Linked DNA regions of Mus musculus: all the other regions are linked to region 1. The links are chromatin contacts, called in public Hi-C maps. All regions are on one chromosome and are shown on one strand. Each heading gives the region's core, a stretch centred on a gene start, on an enhancer-like site or on the middle of the called end of the contact. The rest is flanking DNA. Distances are from core to core; before and after follow the strand shown.

The links. Hi-C and Micro-C count contacts between places; a contact is called where the count stands out from the background.
Region 2: a Hi-C map of the N1E-115 cell line shows a contact between it and region 1, with 8 times the contacts expected there. The contact joins two enhancer-like sites. A contact is called at or near these places in 6 of 484 Hi-C or Micro-C datasets (the G1E-ER4 cell line, the N1E-115 cell line, adipose-derived mesenchymal stem cells and 3 more).
Region 3: a contact with region 1 is called in a Hi-C map of the N1E-115 cell line, with 2.7 times the contacts expected there. The contact joins two enhancer-like sites. A contact is called at or near these places in 5 of 484 Hi-C or Micro-C datasets (the Ba/F3 cell line, the N1E-115 cell line, cardiomyocytes and 2 more).

Annotation. Positions count from the first base shown.
Region 1 is chr8:56,683,005-56,686,226 of GRCm38.p6, reverse strand. No RefSeq gene overlaps it. Among named protein-coding and RNA genes, the nearest start is that of Fbxo8, 130 kb to the right of the region's middle. Within about 2 kb of position 1,701, at least 14 of the 459 cell types and tissues checked have an H3K27ac peak or open chromatin away from gene starts, as enhancers often do. A contact at or near this core is called in the N1E-115 cell line, where this site is marked.
Region 2 is chr8:56,859,592-56,862,813 of GRCm38.p6, reverse strand. No RefSeq gene overlaps it. Among named protein-coding and RNA genes, the nearest start is that of Gm33501, 28 kb to the left of the region's middle. Within about 2 kb of position 1,658, at least 1 of the 459 cell types and tissues checked has an H3K27ac peak or open chromatin away from gene starts, as enhancers often do. A contact at or near this core is called in the N1E-115 cell line, where this site is marked.
Region 3 is chr8:56,530,988-56,534,209 of GRCm38.p6, reverse strand. It overlaps Cep44 (centrosomal protein 44), which reads left to right. Exons shown (of 11, transcript NM_001009951.1): 9 at 1,310-1,434; 10 at 1,696-1,733; 11 at 2,478-2,688. The coding sequence ends at 2,520. Among named protein-coding and RNA genes, the nearest start is that of Gm24375, 11 kb to the right of the region's middle. Within about 2 kb of position 1,624, at least 4 of the 459 cell types and tissues checked have an H3K27ac peak or open chromatin away from gene starts, as enhancers often do. A contact at or near this core is called in the N1E-115 cell line, where this site is marked.

The DNA.
Region 1 (3,222 bases), core at 452-2,951:
CTGAACTTCTGAACCCCGAAAGCAAATTCTCTCAGCAAAACCGAGGCGAGAACTGAGACTTGATCTCAGATTCTTCTAAACTGATGAGTGTTCGGCAGGATATCTCTCAGAATAAAGTGAGGCAGCCCCCATAAAGGAGCAGCAATAAACCCCTCCCACCTGCCCTGTCAGTCTGCCACGCACCATAGGAGAGGGGCATCTTGTGGTGTGGCAGCAAACTGGGCAGAAAGCAGCCATTGCTCCATGGGGATATTAGGGGTGAGGATCAGGGTGCCAGACATGGCTAAATGACTGAAGACAGACATTATGGCCTGCCTAAAAGCAGAGAAGAAAATAAGACAAAAATCCCACCGTACCTCCTCTAACAGGTAGTTTTACTATCTAGATTCTAGACTCTAGAAAAATCAAAAAGTACATTTCATCCCTTGGAATTCTAGGACTGTCTTTTACAACCTCCCTTCTTTGCTTGGAAAACAGCTGCCTGTAAACCAAAACTTCCTCCAGCCCTGAGGGCACATAACATGTGTCCCCTTTCTCTTCCATTCTTATGCATAACGGAACCATCTTAAAGAATAAGTGTTAGGACTCAGGATTGACTCGTGGTTTCTAAAATCTAGAAGTTTCTTACTGGACAGCTTTCGATATCAGCTGTTAAATGTGAATGAAAGTGTGCATGTAAAACCACATCCTGCTGCATCCTTCATGCCATTGTCTTTAATATTCCATTTGTGTCCTATTGCCATCAGAATCTGTACACCTGATGCGTAAAACAGAGATACGCTTTTAGCTCCTAAAATGCTGTACTCTGGTATATCAAACTGTAACTAAGTAGACACTTGATTCCCTATTCAGAACCCAATTATTTAATAGTGCTTTGAAAGAAAGAGAACTTTAATTTTTATAAAGTAAAATAAAAAAAATAATAACATAGTCATTCAAGTGTAAAAATACCAGCATTTGAGACAGACAGCTTAGTGCCACACCTCACCGAAGCTTGTTTTATTTAAGTCAAACAACTCTAAATGTTGATGTGTTTAGAAGCCACTTTTTATATGACTTCAAACATTAATATGGTTATATGGCAATGTAATGTTTTAAATTACTAAACTTGTAGAAATATGATGATCAAATGAGTAGTGAAAAACATTTCTTTCCAGTGTATGCTACAAACTCAATAAAGAACGGCTAAAATGTATTTTTTTTAATTTTTATGATTCCATCCAGATTCCATTCCAGTTACCTTGGCAGATAACTGACACTGAATTTCTAGTAACGTATGCCAAGGCTGAAACATCCTTAACTATTCTTAGGCTCCAACACTATGCTAATGCAACAAATAAATACAATTTCCCCCTTTTCAAGACACTCATATCATAAGTATTCTCTTTTACTGTGTGTTGCCTTCTTCTATTGACTCATGTGACAAACCAAATAGCAAATGACATTTGTTTGCTTCAGATAGATGTGACAAACTTAGTGGTGTCTGCTATTTCTTTGACGTCCTAAAAGACACGACATCGATGTTCCATGTTTCTAAAGTAAATTCACTTTAAATTGTTTATTGATGCTGAAGTTCTTACAAAGATGCACACTATGAGCAAATGCTTTAGCTGACAACTCAAAAAAACAACATGCTTCGTGGAGCCTGAAACCCTGCTTTGGCTTAGAAAGAATCATAGTTTCGATTTGCCGTGAGAGTGAATGACTCAGCCTGGAAGATTGTTCGGCTCAGCCTAGCTGGGGTCATAGTAGAAGTGGCTGGCAATGTTTGTAAAATAGAAGAATCTTTCCTTGTGCATGACTACAATCCATTCAAGAAACAAGTATAATTCTTACCCATGAAACCAAAGTCAGCACTCCTAAGAAACCAAGTAAATACATTAAGGGAATAATCGAACGAAAGAACATCTAGAGAAAGTGGTAGATTCTTTCAAGCAAGTAAGAAAGAGTAGCAAAGGTTTGTTTTCGGTAGTGTATTTCAAGAGATAAGATGATTGACTTTTTTCTCCTAGATTTTTAATTTGAAAAATGCCAAACATATAAGCAGATTACACAACTAAAACCAACATACCTTAAGGGTATCCATTTTTAAATATCTTGCTTCATTTATCATCTCTCTCTCTCTCTCTCTCTCTCTTTCTCTCTCTCTCTCTCTCTCTCTCTTTCCCCTCCCTCCCTCCTTCCTTCCTTCCCTCCCTCTTAGTCTTCTCTGAGATATATTAGAGAGAGAGTAGAGAGAGGGAGACAAGCAAGCTGTTTTGGATGACATATTTGAAACTTTCCTACAGTGGCCATAACTCCTTAGTTCTGTCTGTCCCTTGAATAAGAACACCTTGCTTCAAAATCATCACACTATCAATCACAGTCCTTCCTCAATAGCTTGTGGGTTCGTTTTTAAATTCAACATTCAATCAAGCATTACAGAATATACAGAATTATACATTTAAGTGGGTCTTTAGACTTTTTAATCTGAAATGAGTTTTCACCATGATGAAATAAGAACACAATATTTTGAATATTAGTCTCAAGGCTGATCAATTAATATTGGCAGTAAATAATGGCAGTAAATAATTAGGAAAGTGACTTCTAAGACCTATTGTTATTTTTGGCCAAAAAATATGTTATCATTTCACCAGGAACTCTCCTTCCAACTCATCTAACTTCAAGTGATGTAGGGGGAAATATTAATTAACTAATGAATTACAGCATATTTGCAACTAGTAGCTTAAAGCACATAGACACCCATATATCACATTTAGCTCTTTAAACTCATCCCCAAAAACAAATTGGTGGTCAATCTTTTGTGTGTGACTCAAAGTTAATATTAATATTATTGAAAGAGAACAGGCAGCCAAACATGTAATATTTATTGTCCTTTTCTCCTTAAAGTCATTTTTGTAACAATTTGAACACATTCCAACAAAAGTTGGGTAAATACTTTTAGCAAGCACTGTTACATTAAATTTATATTTATTCCTTGACTATTTCCCTTCTTCTCAGTTGTTAGATTTTAAGAAAAGTATGTTTGTTGAAAACAACTTACTACTAATTCACTTCTTCAAGAAAAGTCTTCACATTATTAGAAGTGTAGCACTAAAGCACAACCAAACCACCGCATGATGACATCTTACAAATTTAATGTATCACATTCAGATGTTATGTCAAAGCATGCATTTCAACTTTGTATGTATGATAAAATGAAGACTCATTTATTAGTATTTA
Region 2 (3,222 bases), core at 409-2,908, 180 kb before region 1:
CAACATGTGTGCATTTGTGTGTATAAAGGTCAGATGCCAACCCTGGATGTCCTCCTCAATTGCTACTCATCTTATCTCTTGAGAAAGGGTCTCTTATAGGACCCCGTGTCCAGTGGCAAGTCTGGCAGGGCAGTTAGCTCAGAAGAACTACCTGTTTACATTTCCCCTGTGGCCAAGATACACACACATGACCACATCCAGGTTTTGATGAGGGTGCTGAGGGTCTGAGTCCTTATACTTGCTGATAGTCATTTTCCCCAGCTCAAAAAGTGCTTCTTGTGCCTTACAAAGTCTTCTTTCTTTGAAGAAGGTTGTGTCTTCAAATGTCTGCATTTGTTACAGGGTTTTGGATTTTCAAAGACCAAGTGGCTCTTGGCTTTGTTATCACACCTATAGAGCAGTCAGCTCACATTTAAGAAAAGTTACCCCTTCATTAGTGTGAGAACTGAGAAGAGGAAGGGAAACTGCTGCTTGAGTAATGAACCATCTTCAGCAAAGAGCTAGGAAGAGCCAGTACTTAACACATACATGTCGAAACAAAGGCTGTTTCCACAGCCCTCTAGTGCTGCTCCTGGTAATTTCTATTAAGAAAAAGTCCAGACACATAATCAGAAATGTATAGGAGAGCTAAAACCCATTATAAATAAATAAAGTAAGCACTGAATAATGGGATTTGTTGATAGTAACATCTCAGGTCCTTGCAAGTTTGTAGAGCAGACAGGATTCCTAAAAGATCCCAAGATAACTGGAGGGTAGCATCTATTATAGTAACTGTCATAGACTGTTCTGAAGAGATCAGAGAGGTAAGTAAATTAGGAACATGTAAAACAAATGTGTTTATTGTTATCTATTATTTATGACTCTTTTGATAGCTGGTAGTTCATTTGACTATGCTTCTACGTAAACCAATTTAAATTAATTCAGCTAGCAAATTGAATAATGCTATATCAACTGCTTTGTTGCAATCAAGATATATTGCATATACTTGGCTCTCTTAATCTTCTAACTATATTTTCTAATGTTGATGGATAATTGCCTTTAAGTGCATCCTTGCCCTCTCTGCTTTTAGGCCTGTTTGATAAAAACATTACTGGAAGTGGTATGTTCCCAGACCATTTTGAGAATGCAATTTGCCTCAATTCTCCTATCAGGAGCATCAGTATAATCTGAAGACTATGAAGGCAATTAGCTCTCTCTAATGGTCTTTGCTTCTCTTAAATAATGATAAAAGGGGGGTTATTGGATAAGAGGAAAACAGAATTCAACATTTAACTGCCTACTGTTTTCTCCATTTTGGTGTTCACTAAAGTTTATGATGCAAACCGCTCAGAAGGAAAAGAACACCCCTCAAAGATTTGTGTGCAGAATCAACAAACGCAGATACAGTACAGTCAGGGCCATAACTTCTCCCAAATAAGTTTACAACTGTGACAGGCATGTCTGCTTTCCTTTAGATATTCCGGAACATTGTATTAAGATCTACGAGGAGGCTGTGAAGAGACAGTGCTGCGAAGAATCTTGCTTTGCAGAAGAGAATTAACAACAAAGCTGAAAACATTTCATTAATTAATGCCTGAAATTCCCAGTCTCGTTGCAAGGGAGGACAGACTTGGAATTCTAAACTGTTTTTCACTTCCTGTCTCTTTTTAAACAGTTCGCTAGGAATTATAAGTGGTTTTAAAATCTTAGCTTTTGTGTGCTGCTATTTGAGACAGGAAATCTCTTTAATTTTCATTTTTGTTACCAGTGGCTTATACCTTAAATGTTTGATGCTAGAATTCTTTGGTTTATGGTTATTTATGGCCTTTTTTTATTTGAGGTTAGAGTTTAAATATTTGAACTTTTTTTGGTGTCATCCCTAATTAAACAAATCAAAATTTAAAAATCTGAGACATTACTATTGGTGACTGTGGTGGAAAATGATCCTTAGCTTGCACCAATTGTCAGCATGGGTTTCTTGATGTACTTATAGACAAATAGAGTCTCAACCCTGCTTGATCATTAGCAATGACCAGACCCAAATGTTGGTGCAGCATGTAGATTACCTTCTGGGTAAGAGAGAGAGGACGCCTTCCTTGTTTCAAACCACAGGAAAAAAAAATATGTGTCGAAAGTAGCATTGCTTACTATCTTGAAAAACTAACCACAAAAGCTGATAGATTGACAAATATAGTAAAGGAAATCACAGACTGATGACTCTGGCAAACCTCATGTGAGAAGGAAAAACAAGAAGCAAACAAAAATAAAATACTCCTATTTGCTAAATGAGAATGTTGATATATGATTATATTGTATTTATCTTAAGTTGGCATGAAAGCCTTTATCTAGTGCTGTGTCTGTGTGTGTGTGTGTGTGTGTGTGTGTGTGTGTGTGTGTGTGTAATAAAATGTATTTTTGTGTATCTGGACCAAACTCAAAATGAGATCATGTATGAGAAAATATTTTTATGTTTTGTAATGCACTTAAAATGAAAGATTTATTACGTATAGATTTCAGTAGACCCAAGAAACAAGACATCCCTTCAGCAGTATCAGATGGAATTATCCACTTGGAAGAACATTATTTGGATCTTCACTGATGTAATCATATTGCTGTCATATAATTTCCTAAACCAAATCCTTCCATAAACGGAAAACTGTAAATCACAAAATATTTACCAGGGAAACCAAAATGACTGTCTCAGACATCTCAGAATGCTTGCATTCAGCAAGATTATAAAGTATATAAATATGTATCACAGTTGTTTGGAAATCTGTGTGATCTATTTTCAGGTTAAGTGCTTTCTATGCATGCAAACAGACAGAAAGAGAGACATCATGGACATATGTACATATATGAGCTTTTAAAAGATAAAATTATGTACAGGCTTTGCATGGTAACCATTCCTTTTATTTTGCAAAAAAGTTATTGTTTTGATAGAGATTTTTTTTATACACCACTCAAAAAGTATTTTTACTCACAAGCATTATTTTTGTAGACATGGCAAGGTACAAATAAACGTTTTCTCTGGTGTAAGTTCCAGATTTTATGACACCAGATTGTAATTGTTTGTAAATGTTCCCATCAAAAAAGTGGGTAGACAACATGGATGGGAGAAAATGTCATAAGCCCCACCCTTAGATGATGAGCTACAGTAAATCAGGAGTCTCTGAGGGAGTCAGAATTGTTAATTTTCTCAAGGGAAGAAGCCCTAACAGCTTATGCAGTCTTAAGTGGTCAGAT
Region 3 (3,222 bases), core at 375-2,874, 150 kb after region 1:
AATATATTTGTGTTATAATTATATTTTTTGTTATAGATGATAACACATACATATATACATAACTATATATAATTTTATATGATAAATATATGTAATGTATGATTATAATACAATATAATATTTGATTATGCTATATATCATATTAATATGATATTAATCATTAATATGATATATAAGTGACATACTTATATTTATTATTGTTTATATTATACATATATGTGTGTGTGTTATTTTTTAATTTTGTTTTGTTTTGTTTTTTTTTTGTTTTTTCGAGACAGGGTTTCTCTGTATAGCCCTGGCTATCCTGGAACTCACTTTGTAGACCAGGCTGGCCTCAAACTCAGAAATCTGCCTGCCTCTGCCTCTGCCTCCCAATTGCTGGGATTAAAGGTGTGTGCCACCACCGCCCAGCTATATATATGTTATATATGATATATTTTGTATAATGTATAAAAATATACATGTTTATATCATTTTTATATTTATTGTATATACTATATTATTTATATAATAGTATATACAATAATTATATACTGTATATAAATGTAATATATTATAAATTTATATATCTAAATATATTATATTATATTTATATATATAACATATATATTTAGTCAGTTTTTATAATTGCCACTAGCCACAAAACAAAGATAGAGCAATTTTGAAATTACTTCGACATTGCTTTAATAAAGCATTGTGAAAATTTTCTCATGATTCAATGTTATAGATGTCACCATTGTAAAAAAGGAACACATCAATAGGTGGTTTATATTTATTTTTCAAAATATATTCATTCATGTATCTTATGTATCTGAATGCTCTATTATGCACATCAGAATAGGGTCTCAGATCCCATTACAGATCACTGTGAGCCACCATGTGATTGCTGGAAATTGAACTCAAGTCGTGAAGAGTCAAGGGCTGTTGACTGCTGAGCCGTCACTCTAGTCCCAAGTAGTTTATAGTTTAACTTACGACCATTCCTACATGCTTAAAGTGATTCAGATCATGATAAAGGTAAAATGATTTTGGATTGGGGGCCGTGGGGAGACAGAGTTTCTCTGTATTGTTTAGGTCAGCCGTGAACTCATGCTGCTCAGCTCCCTACGTGTGTGTAATTACAAGCATGCACCACAGAGCCCAAAGGCATTCTAAAACTTTTATTAATTTTTAGCATCTGCCTCTATAAGAAAAATGTATGAAAAACTCATTTTATCTATACCAGGTAACCATTTTACATTATTTTATTTGTAAATACTTGGCTCCTCTGTATAATGGAAAGGGATCCTAAAATGTATTTTCTTCTCAGATAAAAACTACAGTGTGGGGGGAGCAGCAGGCAACTACCGCTCGTCTGGCTGTAGTGCAGTCTCATCAGAAACAGCACCCGGGAGCTCCATTGTTAATTACTGTGTCTTGAGAGAGTTCTCAGAGGTAAGAGAGCCTGTCAACTGCTTCGATGATTTCTAAGGTCGAGAAGAAACAAGTACTGTGTTTATATATAGTGTGTATAGTAGGGTATGGTATAGTGTTGGCAAGAACATGGTGACTTACAAATGTAATCTCTCAAGGGGTCTGTGTGTTGACTAGTCTCTGTAGGCAGTGTTCCCCAGTGTGTCTTCTATAGCCATGGTCTGTCTTTGAGGATTGTTTACTTTGAGAAATTGCCTAAATTTGTTGCTTTTCAAATTAAAGGAAACAACTATCCAGAAAATGGAAAGGATGAAAAAAATGTAAGTAACAGAGAGGGTGAGAGAAGCCATTGCTCTGTAGGAGCTGCCTTGGAGTGCCGTGTGGGCAGACTGGGCTTGTGTGTTCACACCTTGAAGTCTCCATCAGCTGTGGCTTTTCCTTCAGACTCAGTGGGTCATTGCTTTGCTTCCTGTGTGTGTGTGTGTGTGTGTGTGTGTGTGTGTGTGTGTGTGTGTGTGTGCTGAGTCATTTTGTTGGCTCCCAACAAGTAGTGTAACACACTGTCCACAGAGTTAATCATAGTTACAGAGGGCAGAGATGTTGCTAATTAATTCACATCTTTCTACTTGTGCTGATTGGTTTCCCAAACCCTTGTGAGCATGTAGCTGGATAGTTGGGGACATTTTCAGTTGTTAGTCCTGCTGGCTTTGGGATGCTGTTGATAAAGGAGCACAGTGCTGATGCTTTCATTGGGACAGGGGGGCAGTGCATCTAGTTTTGGCAAAGAGCAGTGTAAAGAAAATATATGATGAAATGGTATCACAATATTATGTACTCTACTACATTAAAAAAGTACAAAGCTCTTTAACATTAGCAAACTTCTAAAATAACTTAGGCTATGAGGGTTGACTTATTTATTTTTTTCTCTCTTCTATGTGCATGTATTAATGTAATTATATGTAAAAAGAGGAACACTCAGTTTATCTCAGGGTCAGAAACAAACAAAGTCCTGTCTTCCATTATGAGCCCTGCCCTTAGCTAACACAGCATTTGTTCTGTTCCAGGTTTGAAGAGACAGCAGAGTTACTGAAATGCTCAAGTCGCTAACTGTAGAATGTTCTGCATAATCGCTCCTAGGACTTTGGCTACTTATATATATTCTATATTTAAGAATTCTGTATATAATTTTAATATACGATAGTTTTTATTAAGAATTTGGATTCTATTTGATATGTGAGCTTTTTCATTCTTAAATAAATACTTTTAATATTTTAAGCTGTATATGTGCCGATTTTCTCTTCCAGTTTTCTTGGCAAAACTTTCTGTCTCAGTATATTGCTCTTACAGTGTGAAGTCATTACAGCACGCTCTGTAGTTTTGTGTTGACATTCACTGGCAGTGAGCTAGGTAATATGTTTTTGAAAGTATGGGTTGGAAGACATGGTCTGCATCTTGCTGGAGATAGTCCAACTGGGACTTGCATATTGTACTCAGGAGGCTCTCATATGTACAATCTTAGCGTATGTGTTGGTGAACCAGTTGTAACGCTCACTGAAAACTAAACAAATCTAGTTCTTCATGGGTAGTCAGTGCTGCTTTATCACTGCAGTGGTGACAGCGGGCGTCTTCTGTGTGTTTGCTGAGGGAACTGTGTCGGGTGTGTGAATACTCTGCTCTATAACCCTAGACCGTCAGCCCCGACCCAGATGCTGGCCCTCCATGGGATATGCAGTGGAGGTGCTCTGCACTTTCTAATGATGGATCGTTAACAACGTTTAAGGAGAGGAAAGGTCTTAAAGTTAAAGTGAA